Regions from separate parts of the Mus musculus genome. Here all the other regions are linked to region 1. Evidence: chromatin contacts called from public promoter capture Hi-C data. All regions are on one chromosome and are shown on one strand. The core of a region is the stretch at or near the end of the contact, and the rest is flanking DNA. Distances in the headings are between cores, read along the strand shown.

Evidence for each region. Capture Hi-C pulls out chosen DNA fragments and counts their contacts.
Region 2: a contact with region 1 is called in a promoter capture Hi-C map of liver. The contact joins two enhancer-like sites. A contact is called at or near these places in 1 of 39 promoter capture datasets (embryonic stem cells), 2 of 484 Hi-C or Micro-C datasets (embryonic stem cells and forebrain), 8 of 115 datasets of contacts at active chromatin or transcription factors (bone marrow-derived macrophages, craniofacial prominence, embryonic forebrain and 2 more) and 3 of 9 other capture datasets (adipose tissue, liver and pancreatic islet).
Region 3: a contact with region 1 is called in a promoter capture Hi-C map of liver. The contact joins two enhancer-like sites. A contact is called at or near these places in 6 of 115 datasets of contacts at active chromatin or transcription factors (bone marrow-derived macrophages, effector CD8 T cells, embryonic stem cells and 2 more) and 4 of 9 other capture datasets (adipose tissue, embryonic stem cells, liver and 1 more).

What each region holds. Positions count from the first base shown.
Region 1 is chr4:132,040,377-132,044,162 of GRCm38.p6, reverse strand. The region is part of intron 1 of Epb41 (erythrocyte membrane protein band 4.1); the gene reads left to right. Among named protein-coding and RNA genes, the nearest start is that of Gm36157, 7.3 kb to the left of the region's middle. Within about 2 kb of position 1,997, at least 31 of the 459 cell types and tissues checked have an H3K27ac peak or open chromatin away from gene starts, as enhancers often do. A contact at or near this core is called in liver, where this site is marked.
Region 2 is chr4:131,896,246-131,900,009 of GRCm38.p6, reverse strand. Srsf4 (serine and arginine-rich splicing factor 4) reads right to left here. Exons shown (of 6, transcript NM_020587.2): 4 at 2,139-2,353. It overlaps Gm12992 (predicted gene 12992), which reads left to right. Exons shown (of 5, transcript NR_102393.1): 5 at 1-532. Among named protein-coding and RNA genes, the nearest start is that of Gm12992, 22 kb to the left of the region's middle. Within about 2 kb of position 2,494, at least 26 of the 459 cell types and tissues checked have an H3K27ac peak or open chromatin away from gene starts, as enhancers often do. A contact at or near this core is called in liver, where this site is marked.
Region 3 is chr4:132,193,811-132,197,376 of GRCm38.p6, reverse strand. All of the region lies in intron 4 of Ythdf2 (YTH N6-methyladenosine RNA binding protein 2), which reads left to right. Among named protein-coding and RNA genes, the nearest start is that of Ythdf2, 17 kb to the left of the region's middle. Within about 2 kb of position 2,191, at least 23 of the 459 cell types and tissues checked have an H3K27ac peak or open chromatin away from gene starts, as enhancers often do. A contact at or near this core is called in liver, where this site is marked.

The DNA.
Region 1 (3,786 bases), core at 748-3,247:
TCACCCACTTGCTGTTTCTTGCCCATTATCTCTTAAAAAAAAAATGGTTCAGAGAAGTGACCCTGTTGGTAGCTTCCTACCTGCAGAGTCCTGCCAATCCTAGTAGTATTACGTAATCACAAAAACCTTTTTTTGCATGGTGTCATATGATATTGTGTATATGTTCTCCCACTCACATGTCTTTAGAGTAGTTTCTTTCCATCTGGTATTGGAATGAGCTCTTTGTTAGGTTATTTTTAAACCTTCCAGCTTTCTTGGCATTCTCAAAACTCAAAATAACACAATTGCTCTGGGAGGCGAGAACATCCACATAGTCTATTAGTAGCTTTTTCAGTGGAAATGGAAGCAGTATTTTGTTTTTAAAATCATACCCTATGTTCCTTACGGGCAAAACATGCATTTTATGTTTCCATAGTCTCCAATAAATTTTGTAAGGTAGAGAAAAGTCAGTTGTTACCAAGTAGATAAAATGAAAGGAGACATACTTTGGGCAAGGAGATGATTCCAGAGATATTTTTTTCTTTGAAGGTTTATTGGTTTATTGTAGCATTGCATGCTCTTTGCCAGGTATAGCATATGATCCTGGTACTCACAGTAAGGCTGTCAGCTTCTAGAAAGCACAGGTTAGTAGTACTATTGCCCTGACTGCCCTTTAGATACGGTTTAGTGTATTAACTAGACCTATGACAGGATGCATAAGGTGATGTGAATGTTACGATAATTAAGATTTAAGTCTGTGCTATAATTTTGTTTCTAGATTCTTATATCCTTCCTTCCTTCCTTCCTTCCTTCCTTCCTTCCTTCCTTCCTTCCTTCCTCTATCCTGTATATCTTCTTAGAAAGTTGGAGAAGTTCTAGCACTTTATACTCCCAAAATGTGTATGTGTGGGTGCATGTATAGGGGTCCAAGACAACACTGTGGAGTCAGTTCTCTCCTTTTTCCACCTTTATGTAGTTTCCAGGAATTGAACTCATGTTGCCAGACTTGCATGCAACTTGCTGAGCCATCTCAGCAGTGGTAGTTAGACTTTTAAATGTAAATATCTCGGTCACATTTCCTTTAATCTGGAACAGGATTTACCTGTGTACTTTGATAAGTCTTGGTGCCAGCTGGTTGTAGAATGTTCTATTCTGAATGTACTTGATTGTTCCCTTGAGGCTTTGTTTAATTTGTTCTTCTCTTTGTTTTATTTCCTATAAACTGGAAATTTATCTCTGTAGGTTTGATTAGACATAGGTTAAATATTTTGGCAAGACTTTAGCGTGACATTGTGTTCCTCGTTTTGCATCACATTGGAAAGTTCATAATGTCAGGCTGTCCCACAATTAATGCTGCTAATTTTGGTCACCTAGTTAAAGTAGTAACCCACAGATTTCTGTGTAGTGGTTAATGTTTTTAGTATTTGTGGAGGAACGTTGGCATTGTGAATATCCTGTTTCCAATTACCTTTTCCCATTGGCTTTAGCCATCCATGGATCCTTGGGGGTTACATATGTTGTTAGCTCTTGAAAATGAATCTAAAGATTTAAATTAGGAAAGAAGAGAAAGATAATGAGCTCCCGTTGTTGGTCTAATGCTCAGGTTTTTCCCATTTGTGCTAAATCTGACTTCTTATATTCCCCCAACCCCGATTTGTTCCTAAAATTAGGCTTACAGGATTATATTTTATTTGGAGTGGAACATAACCACTGGGATTCCTAACATGTGGGCCTCCATGGTCTCAAGATGTGGCAAAAGACTGAGACTCCTGGAAGGATTTTGACTGGGCTCTTGGAAGGATTTTGAGGGCAGGAAGGGTATTACTCATTAATTTACTGCATATTGTCTAGGATGAGCAGGGTCCTGTGAGTATATGTGATTGTAAAAGAATGTAGAGGGCGTGAGCCTGCCCGAAAGGAGTCCAGAGATCTGGTATTAGTAGTAGGACTAGAAGTGTAAGAGTGACTTTGTTGTGTGTGGAAAAGCACATACTTATAGAAAAAGCAGAGTCAGCCTGTGGTAACTAGCCTAGGTCTTGGCTGTCCTACTCTCTCAGCCTATCACCAGCAGTGTTTACTGGAGCCTGCTCAGTGTGCCAGGTAAACAGTGTCAGTGCTCACTGCTAGCTTACCTGGTTCAGGCTTTGTGCTTTATACTTTGTAGATATAGTGTAGACGTTCGAGTACAGCTTTGGGGTGCAATGCTTTGTTTTAAATTCCACTTATGCCACTCTAAGTCGTGGCCATGGGCAGGTTAACTCACATCTGTGATAATTAATTCATTCTATAATGGTAGGGATGTTCTATACCTTTAATGTTATGGTGATTAGATGAGTTAAATATAGGAAGTCAAATGTGAATTTTTTTTTTTTCTCTTGAGGTGCTGGTGCATGCTAGGCTAGCTTCCTACTGTGAGCCACATCCTTAGGTGTCTGTGAAATACTTAGACACCAGATGCCTGGCTGTCATGATGATTTTCATAGTTAAGCCTCACCCCAGGTTACTGGAGTGTTATTAATCTCAATTCACAGTTTAGGTAACAAGTTAAAAGCTAAGTAGCTTGTCCAGAATCACACAATTGAAAATTGGCATTCAGAGTGATGAGACCTTACTGAGACCCTTTTGCTTGTCGGGGGTAAGAGCTTTGGATGTAAACCTTCTGTCAAAGCTGATGAGTTCTCTATAACTGTTGTCTTGTGAAAGTCCTTTTCTAAAGCTGTATTTGTGTGTGTGTAAAATGAGGATAATCATATTTTAGGAAATATATGCATAGTATGTGCCTATCATACAGATTTTATCAAAGGGAAAAGAGAAGAAGTGACATTTGTTTAATGTGGCTGGCTCTCCTTCCCCCTCCCTCTCTTCCTTCTTTCCTGGCAGTCTCATGTACCCCCAGGCTAGCCTTGAAACTTGCTATGTAGTTGAGGGTGACTTTGAACTTGTGACTCTGTTGCCTGCATCTCTGAAATGTTGGGATTGCAGATGTTTGCAGTCACTCTAGGTGCTCTTAAATACACACACACACACACACACACACATACATATATATATATATATATATATTGTTTTTTGTTTTTTTTTTTAGACAGTTTCTCTGTGTAACATAGCCTGGCTGTGCTGGACTAGGTTTTGTTTGTGTAGCCCTGGCTGTCTTAGAACTCACTCTGTAGACCAGGCTAGCCTCCAACTCACAGAGATCCACCTGCCTCTGTTTCCCCTGTGCTGGAATTAAAGGCATGCACCACCATCACCCAGCTCCTGCTAAGTATCTCTGATTAATTTTTACTATTGTAGTCGTGTGTATGTGTGTGTGTGTGTGTGTGTGTGTGTACACAGATGTGTATGATGTTTGCTTGTGTGGAGGCCAGAGGCAAACTGTGGCATAGTTCTCTTCTTTATATGGTTCTAGGGATTGAAGTCAGGTTGCTAGGCTTGTGTAGCTCACCTACCCTCCGAGCCTTTGTATTTTTATACCTTACTTGTACCCTTGTCTACTGAAATTGGATGTCTTTGGGTCTGTATAATGGTTGTATGCAAATATGTAATGCAGTTTTGTCCAGTGTCGATCTTTGGGTTTGATTCAGACTCACACTGTAAATTTTTTAAGTTTTTATTTGCATGTTAGCCTGTGTGTGAGTGTTCTGAAGACCCATTTCACAGCAAGTCTGGGTTTATAGCGTCATTTCCGGCTTGGTAGGACACAGTCTTGTGGTTGGTGTCCCCATTGTTGCTTTTATCTTTTGAAGCAGATGTGAAAGTAAACACACACTTGACAAACAGGAAGAGGTTTGCTCTGGGAGGGTGGCT
Region 2 (3,764 bases), core at 1,245-3,744, 140 kb after region 1:
AACCTTGGCTAGCCCGGAACTTGCTAGGTAGAGCAGGCTGGCCTGAACTCACAGAAATTCACCTGCTTCGACTTCTTGAGCCCTGGGATTAAAGGCGTTAGAAAAAAAGACAATTTAAATTGCCTGTAAGGGGTTTGACATTTGCTCAGTGGTTTTTGGAGAGGACCAGGGTTCAATCCCAGCACCTACATGGTGGCTCACAATCATCTGTAACTCTAGTTCCAGGGATCCAACACCCTCCTGAGCTCAGCAGATACTAGGCATGCCCGTGATATGGAGACCACTTGCTGATCCTGCAGAGGACTCAGGTTTGATGCCCAGCACCAACATGGTGTTTCATAGCTGTAACTCCAGTCTCAGGGGAACGGATACATCATCTAGCCTTGGCAGGTAGCAGGTACACACATAATACAGACACACATGCAGGCCAAACACCCCAACCCCAAATTTTAATTATATAAAAGATTGTCTAATTATATTAAAAAAGGCTATCTAGAGTCAACCAAGACATTCATTCCTTCAATGAACAAACAAAACAAAAGAAAAAAACGAAGCCCCGCTCTACATAATAGTTTGGCAGTGGTGCACTTGTGCTCACAGACAGGAGGTGGACTGTTTCAGGTTAGAGACGAAACAGCCTTCTGCTACACGACTGAGCTGGATCCCGGCCAGGAAACACTACAGCATAAAAATACCCATGGAGCAACTGCGTAAATATAAACATGGCTTGGATATTTGGTGAAGACAGTTATGTATTGTGTTCTTGGGGACTTTTAGATTAGTGCTATAACTTACAATGTATGAAATACACACAAAGGAAGGAAAGAAAAGAGAGAGAATACTGCAAACATATTTGCACACTGGTCTTTCAACCTTTAGGTCTAACAGTGCGCACAGGAGAGGTGTGGGGAAGCAGTCAAGTCCACTGGCATGAAAAGCAAACGAGTGAGACTCAGGGCTCTGACCGCAGCTGTTGGAACCACGAGTACTGAGATCATGGTCCCCAGAGACACGGAGAGATCGCGTTGTTTCTGGATATTGCTCAGCTCAGTTAACTCACACATATGTGACAGGAGTTAGGTACAGAGCACTACTAATGCCACAGCCTTGCTGAAATGCCCTAATACCTCAAGCCCTAGCCTGGAGGTCATAGGAAATACCAGGCAGCACATCATGCGCTCTGGTAACCCAGCTGTGGGAAAACGTATGCTGCATGTAAGTCATACCTTCTCTACTCTGGGAAACTCCCCCACTGCAGGCCTTTATCAAACGCCTCTCTGCTGGAAAGACAGCCTTGTCTACCCATCTCCTCCAGCTTTATGAGCTCTGTCTCCATCAAGATCCTTACTGAGCCCGGATCAGCTGTGCTGGGTCACAATGGCCACCACACTCACTCACTGCCTGTTTTCTTCAGTGAGGGCGGGGATCAGATCTGTCTTGTTCACAAATGCCTGCCAAATCTGGTGCTCTCTACTCTGTTTTTGGCCATTCTTTTTTTCCTGTGGTTTTTGTTATTTTGTTTTTGTTTTTCTTTTTTTAAAGACAGGGTTTCTCTGTGCAGCACTGGTTATCACCTGCCTCTACCTCCCAAATACACCAAGAGGGATTAAAGGCATGCACCACCACTGCCAGCTTCTACTCCAGTTGCTTATAAGAATAGGTGCCCTAGGGGGCTGGTGAGATGGCTCAGCAGGTAAGAGCACCCGACTGCTCTTCCGAAGGTCCAGAGTTCAAATCCCAGCAACCACATGGTGGCTCACAACCATCCGTAACAAGACCTGACTCCCTCTTCTGGTGTGCCTGAAGATAGCTACAGTGTACTTATATATAATAATAAATAAATCTTTAAAAAAAAAAGAATAGGTGCCCTGGCCTTATGTGCTTCTAGCTTAGTTTATGACTCAGCTCCCCAGAGAAAGGTGAGCGGTCACTGAGTCCTGTCTCAGCAAAGGACTTTGCTTCTGTTTGTGTATGTGACTTAAGAGGTTCATGAGTTTCACAAGCTGTTCAGTTCAAAGTTCTGAGCCACTGAAGCACATGAACTCATGCTATAAAAGCCAACAAGAGAACACCAGTGGGCCGTCCATGCTGAGCAGTGCGGTACTGTGAGTGCCCAACTCATGCTATGTCAACAGTACCTTGAGTGACTCCGGCTTCTGGAGTAAGACCGGCGCCGCCTAGAACCTGGCTTGTCTTCAACTAATCTGATTTTTCTGCCGTTGACTTCAGTTCCGTCCAGCTTTTCCAAAGCTCTTTTCATATCAGAGTAAGACACAAATTCAATCACTCCTTCGTTTTTGCGTCCCTTGTGAGCATCTGCATACGTCACTTCTCCTGCCTGACGCATGTAATCCTAAAGAAAAAAACACAGGTTAAAATGCAGCAGGCAAGCGAAGCTGTGACACAAGTGGCAAACCCACCATGTCCTTTCCCCCATGGCTGCAGGCTGTGTGCTCATCTAGTTAGTGTGGCTGAGTCAAAGTGCAGAGCGGAGCAGACGTGGGAAGTGCAGCTAAGGTGAGGGATGGATCTGGATAAAGATGGCGACCTAACGCCGCAGTGGTAGTAACACACACTGAATAGACATTTGTGGTCTAGGTTCATTTTGTGGAGTTCTGTTCTGCATTTGTAAACACTGGGCATGTCATTTTGTGTCATGCCTCTTATTTGTTACATCACAAGCATGTCTGACGGTGTGTCTCAACATACACAATCTTCTAGTCACCATCCCCGCCCACTTCTGAGGGTTTCCCAATTGTCAAGAGTGCAGGCTATACTTAGATTGTGTACTGGCTAGTTGTGTGTCAACTTGACACAGCTGGAGTTATCACAGAGAAAGGAGCTTCAGTTGAGGAAATGCCTCCATGAGATCCAGCTGTAAGGCATTTTCTCAATTAGTGATCAAGGGGGAAAGGCCCCTTGTGGGTGGGACCATCTCTGGGCTGGTAGTCTCAGTTCTATAAGAGAGCAGGCTGAGCAAGCCAGGGGAGGCAAGCCAGTAAAGAACATCCCTCCATGGTCTCTGCATCAGCTCCTGCCCCCTGACCTGTTTGAGTTCCAGTCCTGACTTCCTTTGGTGATGAACAGCAGCATGGAAGTTTAAGCCGAATAAACCCCTTCCTCCCCAACTTGCTTCTTGGTCATGATGTTTGTGCAGGAATAGAAACCCTGACTAAGACAAATTGGTACCAGCAGAGTGGGGTATTCCTGTGACAACCTGACCATGTTTTGGGGAGGTCTGTGGAAGGACTTTGGAGCTTTGGGCTTGAAGATCTATTCGTTGTTAAGAGCTCTGTCAGATGTTGTGTAGGAGCTTGGAAGATAATGTTGAGAACAGTGCAGAAGATGGAGCTCTGGTGTGTGAAATTTCAGAGGGAAAATTAAAGACTCTTTTCAGGGCCATTGCTGTTTTGATTGTGAAGATTCTGTAGTTCTGGTTAGCTGGGGCTGAAGAATCAGCTGTGATTAACAAGATACCAGAACTACCAAAGCAAAAACTTTGCATTACTGGGACTATTGATACTGGTTAGCTGGAGCTAAGAAATTGGCGGTGATTAAGAAGAGACCAGCATCATTGAGGTGACATCTTCTGGGAAGTGTTTTCTGAAAGCACAAAGAGGCTGTGTTCCAGGGATGGCCAAGGTTGTACTCCTGCTGCAGCGGGACTTGGTAATATGTAAGGGTCACCCAGGTGGTACTGGTTTTGAAGGCATGAAGGGGTCACGCAAAGCAGCTGAGGCTCGGTACTGTGAGAGGCCATGGAA
Region 3 (3,566 bases), core at 942-3,441, 150 kb before region 1:
ATGTTGGCAGAACATTTTCAAAGTCTAATATCTTCAACACACAAGAAAATTTGTGTTGGTTGTGTGCAAACACTACCATTTTCTTTATTATTGCTGACTTTTATACTGTGCTATTTTCTGTAAGGTACTTGAGTATCTTGGATTTTTTTAGATGGTGGGAGAAATTCCTAGAACCCCCATGGACTTCAGATTGTAATTTTTATTTATTTTTGAGATAGGATCGCATATATCCCAGAACTTGTTATATGGGCAAGGGTGACCTTGAACTTATTATCAAGCTTCTGCTTTCTAGATTCTGGGATTACAGGCTTCTGCTACCATGTCTGATTTTCTGTGGTGTTGAACCCAGCACTGTGTACATACAAAACGGATACTACAAGCACTGTTACATCCCCAATCCTCTTGTGGGTCTTAACAAACATCAGAAAATGCTTGCTAAGCCAGGCGTGGTGGCACATGCCTTTAATCCCAGCACTTGGGAGGCAGAGGCAGGCGGATTTCTGAGTTCGAGGTCAGCCTGGTCTACAGAGTGAGTTCCAGGACAGCCACAACTACACAGAGAAACCCTGTCTCGAAAACAAACAAACAACCAAAAAAAAAGAAAGAAAAAAAAAAGAAAATGCTTGCTAGATAGACAAATTCAGTCCTATCACTTTTTCATGTAAGATTTGACTTCCTGTGAATTTATTTATAGATTTGTTTTGGAGACAGGGTCTCACTTTTTTTAAAAGTTTTATTTATTTTATGTATATGAGTACACATTAGCTGTACAGATGGTTGTGAGCTTTCATGTGGCTGTTGGGAATTGAATTTTAGGACCTCTGCTCGCTCCAATCAGCCCTGTTCACTCAGTCCCTGCTCACTCTGGCTCAAAGACTTATTTATTGTTATACAAAGTACACTGTAGCTGACTTCAGATGCACCAGAAGAGGGTGTCAGATCTCATTACAGATGGTTGTGAGCCATCATGTGGTTGCTGGGATTTGAACTCAGGACCTTTGGAAAAGCAGTCAGTGCTCTTAACCACTGAGTGAGCTTGCCAGCCTGGGTCTCACTGTTTAGATAGAACTCTCTGTATAGATCAGGCTGCCTTCAAACTCACAGGGATCATCTGCCTCTGCCTCTGCCTCCTGAGTGCTGGGTTAAAGGTGTGAGCCACTGCACCCTACATGAACTTTAAAGAAAATATTTATGAAACTGGAAAGATGGCTCAAAAGATTTAAGAGCAGCCAGGTTCAATTTCTATTGACCACGTGATAACTCACAGTCATCTTAACTCCCATTTCCACAGGATGTGACACAAAAGTAAAATAATTTTTTAAAAACTTAGTTGTAAGTATATCTGATCCTGATTGTGTCTGTACTTCTTACATGCAGGAACCTGAAGAGGTCAGAAAAGGGGCCAGATCTCCTGGAATTTGAAAGTTTTAAGGGTTGTGATAATAGGCAGAAAGAGTAAAAAAGAATGCAAGCTGTTGGCTGAGATGTCATTCTAGCTGCATATGTATCAAAAGATGGCCTAGTCGGCCATCACTGGAAAGAGAGGCCCATTGGACACACAAACTTTATATGCCCCAGTACAGGGGAACGCCAGGGCCAAAAAAATGGGAATGGGTGGGTAGGGAAGTGGGGGGAGGGTATGGGGGACTTTTGGGATAGCATTGGAAATGTAATTGAGGAAAATACGTAATAAAAAATATTAAAATTAAAAAAAAAAAAGGACTGAGTGGAAGGCTGTAGTCTACTCCTAGTTTACACCCAAACAATAAGGTCAGGTCATCTCATTGGCAGAGCGCTAGTTAGAACATAGACAAGTTCTTGGGTAATTTATATCAAAAATTATTTAAGGTCCATCCAGCAAAGGGACAAGGAAGTGGCAATGGGTAGATGCGGAGAGAATATCACAGTATAAATCCTTCCCATCCCCTACAGATACTACTGATTTAAGGGTTTTTTTTTTCTTTTTTCTTTTTTTTTTCTTTCTTTTGTTTTTTAAGTTTGAGAAAAAGCATTGACATGCAGGTCAGAGAACAAGCTTGTGAGCTAGACTCTTCCTCTACTTTTATGTAGGGCTTTGGAGATTGAATTTGGTTGTCAGGCTTTGTTTTGTTTTTCTCTTTGTAGACCAGGCTGGACTTGGACTAAAGTCCACTTGTCTCTGCCTCCCAAGTGCTAAGGTCAAAGGTGTGCACTACCTCACCCAGCAGATCTCAGTTTTCTGAAGCAAGGACCTTCACTTGCTGAGCTCGTCTTACAGGTCCTCTTGTGTGTGTGTTTAATCTTTATGTGTCTGTGCACCAAGTATGTGCAGAGCCTGTGGAACACAGAATAGGGTGTTTGTTCGTCTGTCCCCTATGGTTGTGAGCTGCTATGTGTCGAACCAAGGTCCTCTGGAAGAGTAGCCATAGCCAGTGTTTTTATCTGCTGAGGAATATTCATATATTCATTCTCATTCATTCCCTCCCTCTCTCCCTCCCTTGGTTTGGATTATGTAGTTCTGGCTGTCCTGGAACTCACTGATCAGATCTGCCTCTGCCTCCCTAGCCCTGGGAAAAAATGTGTGCCTTTCACCATACCTGGTTCTTGTTATCTTTGAGATGGGGTTTTATTGTAGCCTATGCTGGAATTACAACCCAGGATAACGTTTGTGTTGTTTGAAAAGGTTTAATGATATTTTTATAGCTAGATTCTACCCAGTTACTTAAGTTTTACTAGAGAAGTATTCTAGGCATTTCTTAACAGATTTATAAGTGAAGAGCTCTGTGCAGTGATATATATATCTGTAGTTCCTGTTTCTTCAACGGCTGAGATGCAGATAGAAGGCTTGAGCTCAGGAGTTTGAGGCAAGCATGGAGAGTTAGTTATCTGTCCCTCCTCCATTTGAGACCAGCCTAGACAGAACAAGTGAGGCTGTGTGTGGATGGTGCTATTGCTTCTGGCTCTGAAATAGCTTTTAACTTTTAAAAAGTGTGTCGCCGCGCAGTGGTGGCGCATGCCTTTGATCCCAGCACTTGGGAGGCAGAGGCAGGCCGATTTCTGAGTTTGAGGCCAGCCTGGTCCACAGAGTGAGTTCCAGGACAGCCAGGGCTACACAGAGAAACCCTGTCTCAAAAAAAAAAAAAAAAAAAAAAAAAAACCAAACCAAACCAAAAAAAGGGTGTCTGTGTGAGAGGTTATATGCCACATGTGTATGACTGCCTGATGAAGCCAAAAGGAAGTGTCAGATCAGGAGGTGGAGTTATAAACAGTTGTAAGCCACCCTGTTAGCTATTAGGAGCCATGTTTCCAGTGCTTGTCCCTCTCTCCCATTTGTAAGGGTTTTTGTTGTTGTTGTTTTTAAAGATTTATTTATTGTATGTCTGTGAGTACACTGTAGTTGTTTTCAGACACACCAGAAGAGGATCTCATTACAGATGGTTGTGAGCCACCATGTGGTTGCTGGGAATTAAACTCAGGACCTCTGGAAGAGTAGTTAAGTGCTCTTAACAGCTGAGCCATCTACTCTCCAGCCCCCATTTGTAAGTTTTAAACTTGAAAATTGAGTGCCCCTTAGATATCCTGTGACT